2 separate regions of the Ovis aries genome follow, and region 2 is linked to region 1. A link is a contact called in public Hi-C data. All regions are on one chromosome and are shown on one strand. The core of a region is the stretch at or near the end of the contact, and the rest is flanking DNA. Distances in the headings are between cores, read along the strand shown.

Region 1 (5,428 bases), core at 959-3,458:
TGACAATTCTCAGGCCAAATCCAGCAGGTCCCAGGACATTTGTGACAGGGCAGGTCCCTCTGCCATTGCCATCTTACCCACACATAAGGTTCAGCTCAGCTCTTTTGCTTCAGTTCCTACTCTTATTTGTCATCAAAATTTGAACAGAGGTTTGGAAACCAAGGGCTTCTCTTGTAGCTCAGTAGGTAAACAATCTGCCTGCAATGCAGGAGACCCGGGTTTGATCCCTGGGTTGGGAAGATGCCCTGGAGAAGGAAATGGCAACCCACTCCACTATCCTTGCTTGGAAAATCTCATGGAGAGAGGAGCCTGATGGGCTGCAGTCCATGGGATCGCCAAGTCGCGCACGACTGAGCAACTAATACTTACTTGGAGACCAAGAAAAGTTTAGAAACCACCCTTCCTGAGGCCTGGGACCACCGGTTGTATTTCCTTCTCCTGTCTTTCTGGTGCTTTCAAAGAATGTGCAGGACTGCACTGGGCTCAACTTCTCTAAAAGCAAGCCAACCTGCTTTTTATGAAAAGATGGGAACTAGTAATTTGGGATTACCTTCCTCCTTTCTGGGGCGGCAGCAGGGAAGTAATTAAAGGGTGAGAACTATGCTCATCCCCATAGGGCTCAGGTGAGGGCAGAGGCAGAGGCCCTGGCTGTGACCCCTCCTCCACCCGTAAACTGGGAAGAACCCCACCTGCGGGCAGAGTGCAAAGAGCAGCAGATCTGCAGCCCCAGCCGTGGAGGGTCCATATCTCAGAGTCCCGGGGCGGCGTCTTTCCTCCCTTCAGTATGACCCAGCCCGGGACGACAGGGGCCACCCCTCATTTGCGGTGACCCTGAGACAGACGCCAGGCAAGAAGTGAGGCCAGGACTGGCTCCTGGGCCCCAACCCTATCCCAGGGGACAGTTCCTGGTGGCGAGGCCCCTGAGTAGCGCCCCACTCCGGAGCCCCGGGACGCTCTCAGGGCATCCTCTTTCCCTTCCAGAGTGCTGCATTTCAAGTCCCCGGAGAGATATGGGGGCGGACCCCGGGGCAGAAAGCGACGGGCGGTTCTTAGGCAAATCCCCTGGGCCCCCTGCTCCGGAGCTGCCACGCGGTGTCACCCCCACCCCCTCTGCACTCCAGGGCATTTTTCCGGAGGGCGGATTCGGAGGTACAAAGCGCGGGGTCTTGGGCGGCGAGTCAGCCGTTTTCGAAGCTCCGCTTGGGCCCCGGCGCAGGCCTGCCCGACTCGGAGTCCGCGGCGCCTTCCTCCTCGACCCGCCCGGCCAGCCCATTGGCTCAGACGCGCACCGCCCGCGTCTCCGCGAGATCCCATTGGCCGGCGGCCGCGGCTTAGACAAAGGGAGCGGCGGCGGCGGGCGGCGATTGGGCCGGGAGCGGATGGGGAAGGCGTGGAGGAGGCCAGAGGGGAGGGGAGAAAGAGAGCTGGGGCCGGAACCGGGGGAACACCCGCGCAGGCGGGGGCGGGGGCGGGGACGGAGGCGGGGGCGGGGGCGGGGGCGCGGACTGAGCAGGGGAAGGCGGGGCGGGAGGACAGCGAGTGGGGGAGGGGTGGAAGAGCGAGGATGGGGGGGTAAGAAGCGAGGGGCGGGGGCACGGAACCGCGCTGGAAGGGGAGGACAGGGGGGCTCGAGGTCGGGGGCGGGGAGCGGGGAGAGGCGAGGGGTTTAAGGCGAGGAGGGAGAGTGCGGGGGTGTTCGAGGGGGAGGACTCCAATGCCGGGTGGAGGCGGGGGCGGGGCCCCTCCGCGGGGGCGGGGCCGAGCGCTCCTGGAGGGCGGCGGCCGCAGGGCGCGGGGCGGCGGGAACCCGCCCGCCCCTCCGCCCAGCACCCCTCCCGCCCCGGGGCTCCTGCGCCGACCGCGGCCGCCGCTGCCTCCTTGTCTTCCCCGAGGGTTCCGCGTCCGTCTCCGCTAGCTCAGCCGCGAACGTGGGAAAGCGGGAACCTGGGTCGAGAAGGACGCGCCCGGACCCAGGTCTGGACGTGCAACCGGAGCCGCAGCCTAGCGGCGGGACGCGCTGCCCCTTGGCCTCGTAGCCCCTCTCCGGAACTGTCGGGCCTCAGGGTTCCTCTGCGCGTCCGCTCGCAGGGAGGAGATGCGGGCCCTGGCGCTGGAAGACGTGTCCGGCGCGCGGACGGGAAGCTCGTCGCGCTTCCTGGAGAGTTGGCTCGGCGGGGTGCGTCGCCTGGGAGGGAGGGATGGGCCGTGTGGCGACCGGCCGGGCGGGGAGTGGCTTCTGGCGGCCCCCTCGCCAGCGGCGGGCCCGCGAGGCCGCCCTCTGAGCGCCGCCAGGTACGTGCGTTTTCCTTTTTTCCCGCGCGCCTAGAGCGCACTCCGGGTAGGAAAAAAATAAAAACCCGGCTGGTGTGTAAGAGCCTTTCGCTGCACACGTGTCTTTCTGCAGGGCTCGGGGAGGGCCGCTGAAGTCGGGGTACACACTGGCCTAGTCTGTGCCTGTGGGCTCGGTCAGAGGACTGTTCCCTACTCCACCTTGGGGCTCGGAGCAAATGTCTCTTTGCAAAAGCCTGTCCCGTTTACTCTAGGTTGCGTTTAATTTGCCGAGGAGACCACGCGCCCTTCCTCGGCTCCGGGGCTGGGGCCATGGGGCTTTGTGCAGTCTCTCCCACCCGTACCCCCTGGAACCCAAGGAATTTTCAAGCGGGGCCGCTCAGTTCTGAGAGACGATCGCTGGAAACTCGGGATGGGGAAACCCAACCTTGGTCCCTCGCTAGGCGGACAGGTCCCCTTGTCCAGTAGTTACCCACACGAGTCCCAGACTTGCCTGTTAGGGGAGGCCCTTGGGTTTTGCTTTTTGGTGGTTTGGGGAGGCCCTTTAGCTGGCCTGGGGCGGACTCCTTCCCCTCCCCCATGCCCACTTCAAACAAAAGAAGTCTTAGGAGAATCGTTTCCTGGGGAGAACTCTTCCGAATGTGAATGTCTAGTTTCCCCCGCCCCAGTTCTTAGGATGGGACAGCCTTTACACAAAGGGGAATGGTGGAGACAGTTGAAGGAAAGGGCGCGCTTTTATTTAGGGAGACTTTGAGAGAGAGAATGCACATTTCACTTTCTTCCCATTTTCTTACCTGATTAATGGAGTTTTAGGTGATGTTTGGATATGGGATATTTTTGTTTGGAGACTGTTTCAGGAAAAGCAGAGGGCTAGATCGATGAGAAATTGGCAATTTGGTCTCCACCCGGTGGGGAAAAATACCCCATAGAGTGAAACGTATTGCTTGCCTTTAAGGGAAGACTGAAAATTAGGGATTTGATGGTTAAAAGGGAGGGGTTAATTTTGTGTCATTTTCTACGGTGCCCGCTCCCCCCCCCCCACCCCCACCCCGCCATAAGTCGGAACAAAGGGCCCAGGTGAAAGGATTCAAATCGGGCCCGAAGTAAAAACCTCCCAGTTCCCGCGCACCAGCGAATATTCCCATCGGAGTTTGGGTTGGAAAGAAAAGGAATCAACTCCCCAGAGTCCTCATGTGTACCAATACCCAGTTCGCGAGCCTCCACCGCTCTGGGGAAGCCTGATTACCGGGCTCCGGAGCGAGGGACCCGGTGGGCGGGAAAGGCCTCTCCTGGGGATAAAACGCAGTTTCAGCTTCCACCTTCCCCGGAAGAACCGAGAGGTTCGCGGTGTCCCGGCGGCGCCCGTCCCCGCTCGCCCGGCGTGGCGCTCCCGACATAGACCCGCGTCCACCAAAACCCGGAACCTCACTTCTCTCGAAATACTTAAAACTCAACAAGCCATAAAAGGCTCCCGATTCGAGTGGAAAAGGCAACGAAGATTTATGGTCCCCTGGATTCCTTACACTCTAATTATGCCTGTTTTTAGTTGACTTATGGGTGGTGACCACTAAAATCATTTTCCATTTGGATTTTTTTATTTTAACATGAAAAATGCGAGCTTCACTTTTTCTTACCGGCTTGGGCAGGCATTTTTCCGTTAGGGAAGAAAAATCCTGCCTCCTGCCTTCTCTGTGTCCTCTGGCTGGGTATACTGGACCTGGAACCCCTCCATAGCCCCCTTAATTGCAGTTTAGGGGAAAGTATTTTTTTTCTTTCTGTGATCGTTAACAGGTATTCTTCCCCTGAAGCACTTCCCCGTGGTGCACTAGTTCCCTGCGGATTGCTTGGGGTTCAGAATCCTACTCCCACTAACTCTGGCCCAGTGACTGGGGGTGAGCCTAGCCAGAGAGCAAGTCCCTCCATGGTCCCAGCTCCAGTAGTCACCCTCATCTGCCTGCCTGGGGCATTGAGGGGGCCCCCCCCCCACGGTCCTGAGGGATCCCGAACCGACCCCATGCCACTGTCTGGTGGCCCCATCCCCCATCTTCTTCCCTTTGTTCGCCACTCCGGACTCTGAGTTGAAAGTGGCAGGAAAAAAATAATTAGATGGAAATCAAAGATTAGACGGGGCACGCTGGCTGGCGGCCTCAGTGAGGCCTGGCCGACACTCTGGTGGAGCCTCATAAATCTTCACGGGCCTGACAAAAGCTGTGTCCTCTGGTTCCCTGGGAATTTGGGAACTTACCGATTTCCTTCTCACAGAGCCCTCAGGGGCCTTAATTTCTGCCTGGCTCAGAGTTCTCAGAAATGGATGAAGGTGTGGTAGGGGAAAGGGGTGGTCTGGCCAGCGAGTGACCAGGGCCCAAGACCCCCATCCGAGGAAGGGCAGCAAATACCCTCACCCATTTTGCTAACTAAATATTACAAGGGTGCTGTATTCCTCTACCTGAACTGCCTTAGGAGGGGTGTGGTGGGGAGGACAAAAAAGGGCATGTGTTGGGGGGGCGGTAACCCCTCACTAGCGGCTTCTTTGTCTGGCCCGTCCACTGCTGAGACAAGTGGCATCCTGGCCTGTGCACTAGGCACCAAAGTCGGGAGAGCCAGCCTGGCTTCTGAGGACCCCCTCCCTGGCTCAGGTGTGCCTGCTGTGGGTGGGGACCACTGATGCAGGTTCAGCTGAGCCTGGAGATCTCTGCACCCTTCTCCAGAGGTCCTAGCATCTGAGGTCTTGGGGCCCACGTGCGATCCACCCGGGAGCTGTGCCCCTGACCAGCCTGGGTGGGAGAGAACGTGAAAGAAGCCCGTTTAGATCGTTTTAAAAACTCGAATTAATTGGGAAAATAGTAACCGAGCTTTCCAATGCCGGGAAGTGGTTGGCGGGGGTCCTTTTTTTTTTTTTTTTTTAAGTATACCGCCTTGTGGCAGTTTTTGACCTTTTCATAGGGTTATAAGAAATGTTGCAACGTTTAATTTCTATTGCCATGAGATATGGAGAGGGTAGCCCAACATTCTGAAGTAATTTGATAAGGCTTCGAGTAGCTAATCCGAAAGGAGAGCTGGCGGCCCAGGTATAGTTTCTTTATAACCTGAATTTACAATGAAAGCATTCTCCTTTATGGATATAATAGATTAGATTTCA
Region 2 (5,003 bases), core at 2,401-4,900, 39 kb after region 1:
GTGCAGGGAGTCAGGGCCACCAGGCCTGGGTTCCCTCTTCCTTCCCTCAGCCACCTCCCTGGGCTCAGGACAGCCTCCAGGCTCTGCTCCTACACAAGACAGCCTGAAAAGAGTGAGGATCCAACCAGAGAGGGGTATGGAAACGGGCTTCTGGACAGTTCAGCCACTGGGCTGGAGTCAACATTTAAGTCCTGCTTGCTGGGGTGATGAAATCTCAGGCTCCATACCAGGCAGGGTTCCTGATGCCCATCTTGTCCCAACTGCCCAGAGCCCCCCAGTGTTCATTTCCGAGGGACCATCCTGGCCCCCATCATGCCTCCAGCTTGGAAACTGGAGACCAGTGAAAAAGCTGTGTGTATGCTCAGTCGCTTCAGTCCTGTCTGACTCTTTGGACCCCATGGACTGTAGCCTGCCAGACTCCTCTGTCTGTGGGAATATCCCAGCAAGAATGCTGGAGTGGATTGCCATTTCCTTCTCCAGGGGATCTTCCTGGCCCAGGGATTGAACCCAGGTCTTCTGCAATGGCAGGCGGGTTCTTTACCACTAGCCACACCTAGAAAACCCCTTGGAAGAGGGCATGGCAACCCACTCCAGTATTCTTGCCTGGAGAATCCCATGGACAGAGGAGCCTGGTAGGCCACAGTCCACAGGGTCACAAAAAGTTGGACACAACTGAGGTGACTTAGCATGCACACATGCACCTGGGAAGCCCTGAAAAAGCAGAAGATTGCTAAAAAAAACAATGATGCTCTCCTGGAGGAAAGGGATTGCACCTGTGACCTCACAGAGACTTGCAGAGCAGGGTTATCAGCCCCATTTTGCAACTGAAAACACTGAGAATTGATCCAGCGTTCTGGTAGCCAGGTCACAGCCAGTACCACAGCTCTGGCTCTGCCCACAGCTGCCTCCCGGGCCCAGGCCACCTTCTCCAGGAGCCCTTCTCTAAAGCAGCCACAACTGTCAGGGAGATTTAACCCAGGCTGGGTCCCTGAATGTCTTTGGTGAGGGTTGAGGTGGGGGAGAGGGAGGGAGGGGGAAGGGGTGGTAGAGGGGTTCCCCCTTGGGAAAGCAGGCACCGGTGTGGGAGAAGCAGGATCTGTCACCTTAATACAGGTGTGCCAGGTGGGGTCAACATCCCCCTCTGTCTGAAGTCTCGAGTCGCCAGCATCCAGAGGTGGGACCCTAGTCCAGCCCCCTCCGCCTCCTTCCCCAGATGGTGACCATGGCTGTCACCTCCAGCAACCAAATGGAAAGTTGCTGACTCTTCAGTGATGGATGCCCCAATAATTGGCGCTCAGAGAGGTTCTCGAACATGCCCAGGGTCACACAGCCTTTGTGCCTCAGAAGGCTCCCATGGGACAGAGGCATCACATCAGCTCTGCTGATTGAACTCACATGTGGGTAGCGAGAATGGAAGGGGTGCAGGTTCAGAAATGGCCATGACCCTGACTCTCTCTGCTTTACACATAAGTCCTAAAACCTTTAGGTGGTGCAAGGTGAGGTGAGTGTCTGTGCCAGTGGGAATTGCTGGTGGGGGGGGGGGGCCACTCAGAACCAGAGTGGGGTGGAGAGGGAGTCTGGGATGGCGGTGGGGCAGCCCAGGGGAGGGTATGGGAGCCTAAGTGAGGTGGAGAGCATCAACTCAGGCATTACAAGAATCGAAGGGGAGAATATCAGGATGAAGACTGTGGCCCTGGACCGCCAGCAATGTTTGGAGATGCTGCTGTGAACGTGTGGCTTTCAGTATGTTCATGAACCTAGGAAGAAATCTAGATGTGAGTGTGGTACATACACGTGTCTTCTAGTTCTGCCCATTGAGGAACAGTGGCCAGGACCAGGGCCCAGATCTTGGTCTCAATGACTAGTCTCCACTGAAAAGACTCCTTGGAGTTCTTGGAGAAAGGATTGATTCTTGAAAAGTACACGATGAGCTTGGAACAGCTTATCATGCAAGAAAGCAAGGAAGTACTCAGAGAATGACAGGGACCCAGCACAGGACAAAGGGGCCAGCTGAAGGGGCTCTCACTGTCCAAGTCTAGGAAATTGGCGCATCAAAGTAACTCATGATAATAATGGATGACAACCCACTGAATACAACAGGAAACCAGGAATCCACAGTGCTGTCGATATATTAATAGGTTGCAAGTTTGACAAGGACCAGGACATTTAGTTTCAAAGTACCTCCCCACAAATCACTCATTATTTACTAAGGAGAAAGACAAACTATCTAATCAAGCAATCAGAGAGAATATAGCCAGGAATGGGACAAATCAAAATCATAGGGCATCTGATAGGATTCAGTGGAAACACAGCAGCACATCCACAACATTTGTGCCAAAGAAATGTAACTTGAATTTCACCATGAGTGTGGCAGAATACTGGCTCCCCACAAAGATGTGCACCCCCTTAATCCAGGGAACCTGTGAATATGTTACCTTACATGCCAAAAGGGATTTTGCAGCTGTGATTAAGGTTACAGACCTTGAGATGGGGAGATTATCCTGGATTATCCGGATGGACTCAATCTAATCACATGAATACTTAAAATTGGAAAACTTTTCCTGGCTGGCTCAGATATGTGAAGTGAGAGCGAGTTGACCCCTTCTCCGCTGTTGCTGACTTTGAAGTTGGAGGAAGGGGGCCATGAGCCAGGGAAAGTGGCCTCTAGAAACTGAGAGGAGGCCTCAGTTTTCAGTTTGCAAGACAATGGGGGCCTTGGTCCTACCACCCAAACAAATTGAATTCTGCCAGCTACCAAATAAGCAGGAAATGGAATCTCCCCGAGAACTTCCATAAAGGGGGTGACCTTCCCACATCTTGATTTCAGCCCAGTGAGATGCATTCTGGACTTTTAACCCACAGAACCATAAAGAACAGGTTTGTGTTGGTTGAGCTGCTAAATTTGTGGTGATTTGTTACTCTAGCTATGAAAAACGAATACAACGAGGAGGCATCAGAAAAACCCCAATTAAGGGACACAGGGTCAGTTATCAAGCACATTGAAAGAATGCAAAATTCATGAGATCAAATAGCTAATTAGAAAAATGGGCAAAAATGAATAAGCGTTTTGAGAAGAAATATGAATGGACAATAGAAATAGGAGTAGATGATTTACCTCATTTGTAACTGGGGGAACAAATTAAAAACCACAGTGAGGAACTTCCCTGGTGGTCCAGAGGCTAAGACTCTTCACTCCCAATGCAGGGGACTTGGGCTCTATCCCTGGTCAGGGAGCTAGATCCCATACACCAAAACTAAGAGTTAGCATGACACAACTGAAGATTCTGCATCTAAGATCCCATGCAGCCAAATAAATAAATATGAAAGATTAAAAAATAAAAACCACAGTGTGATTCCATTGTATTCACCAGATTAGCCCAACTGATGATACCGTATGTATGTGACAATGTAGAACTGTGGCGAGTTCCTTGTGCTCCAGGTCCTGAAAGAAAGGGCTCAGGATACCAGGTCCTCAGGAGGATGATTATTAGCTGGGTGCTGGAACAGGTGCTCAGACACCGGGCCCTGCCCACAGGTCCCGTCCCACAGACCCAGCCCACCTCTCATTGGTTTGCTTCCCACCAAACCCCGCCCCACTAGGTCCGCCTCTCTCCGTCAGAGCCCTGCTTGAGCACCGCCTATTCGTCGTCACTTCCGGGCAGAGGAGCCCGCGGAAGGAGGAAGTGTGTGTCAGGGTGGCTGCGAAGCCGGGCTGAGGTGTTCCTGGCTGGCACCCCGCAATTCTTCCGGGTCTATGCGTGGGGACACGGAGGTGGCCGGCGAGAACCAGCCGGGGAGGAAGACATGAGGCGGCCGTGGGGTCTGGCGGGGTCTGGAGGTTGACTGCCCCTGCCGGCTTCCCAAGAGGCTGCCTCCTCCAGGCAGCCAGCCACCCGTCTCCCTCAGGGTCTCACGCCCCACCGTCGTCCCGGCGCCTTGAACTGGGGCTCCCGGGCCTCTAGACCCCGCGCTATGACTGCGGCCGCCGCCTCCAACTGGGGGCTGATCACGAACATAGTGAACAGCATAGTAGGGGTCAGTGTCCTCACCATGCCCTTCTGCTTCAAACAGGTGAGTCCAGCAGGCAGTGGTCACCCCCCTCGCCGCCCCGGGCTCACCCCCTCACGGGAACTAGGACTTGGGGAGGCGGCCCTGCGGCTCGCCTGCCCCGTGGCTGCAAGAGAAATTGAGGGAATTCCCTCGACGAAAAGCTTCAGTCGCTCAGTCCTGTCCTACTCTTTGTGACCCCATGGACTGCAGCACACCAGGCTTCCCCGCCCATCACCAACTCCTGGAGCTTGCTCAAACTCATGTCCATCGAGTAGGTGATGCCATCCAACGGTCTTATCCTCTTTTCTCAAGGAAAAGGTTAAGAACAGTTAATAACTTAAGATCAAAGTTCAAATGTAGCAAAGTAATATGATCTTTTAAAAATGGAAAGTGACCACAGGATTCAGTGTTATTTTTCTTTATTATTATTTCTAAAAACTCTGACCTAACTGCACTTGTGTTCAGAAGCACATCAGTCAAACCCCCAGGCCTTGGAACTAGTTTGGGGTGTTGGTTACAAGGTGATGACTCCATTCTCCAGATTGTGTGCTTAAAATTTGTGCATTTCACCATATGCAAATGTTACCTTGATTGAAAAAATCCAAAATATTAAAAAATTGGTGTCATCCCAGCATTAAATACTGCATGAAAGAAACTCACCATTTTTGAGGTGTGGGTTCATTTGGCTTCTGTTTAATTCACAAATAAACATTCATTTGGTATGGTAGAAAAAGGAGGTGATAGAATTATCAAATTGGGTAACTTCTTTGCTAAAAATGAACTTCTTAGCTTACTGTGTGCCATGCTGGAGATACTGTTACCTCTGCTGCTTGGGGCAGGAGCTGTCTACTGGCTAGGCTGCTTGAGGGTGGAGGAGGAGAGGGACATCAGGGAAGGACAGGTGGCCAACAAGGCCTCAAAGACCAGTCTTACATGACGAGACCAAATAGGTG

What was found. Hi-C and Micro-C count contacts between places; a contact is called where the count stands out from the background.
Region 2: a Hi-C map of hypothalamus shows a contact between it and region 1, with 2.5 times the contacts expected there. The contact joins the promoter of SLC38A10 here to the enhancer-like site in region 1. A contact is called at or near these places in 2 of 16 Hi-C or Micro-C datasets (hypothalamus and omental adipose tissue).

Annotation. Positions count from the first base shown.
Region 1 is chr11:50,892,378-50,897,805 of ARS-UI_Ramb_v3.0, forward strand. It overlaps LOC132657355 (a long non-coding RNA gene), which reads right to left. Exons shown (of 2, transcript XR_009595374.1): 2 at 1,838-5,428. Among named protein-coding and RNA genes, the nearest start is that of BAHCC1, 37 kb to the left of the region's middle. Within about 2 kb of position 2,209, at least 49 of the 54 cell types and tissues checked have an H3K27ac peak or open chromatin away from gene starts, as enhancers often do. A contact at or near this core is called in hypothalamus, where this site is marked.
Region 2 is chr11:50,929,738-50,934,740 of ARS-UI_Ramb_v3.0, forward strand. SLC38A10 (solute carrier family 38 member 10) reads left to right here and starts at 3,651. Exons shown (of 17, transcript XM_060394961.1): 1 at 3,651-4,071. The coding sequence starts at 3,973.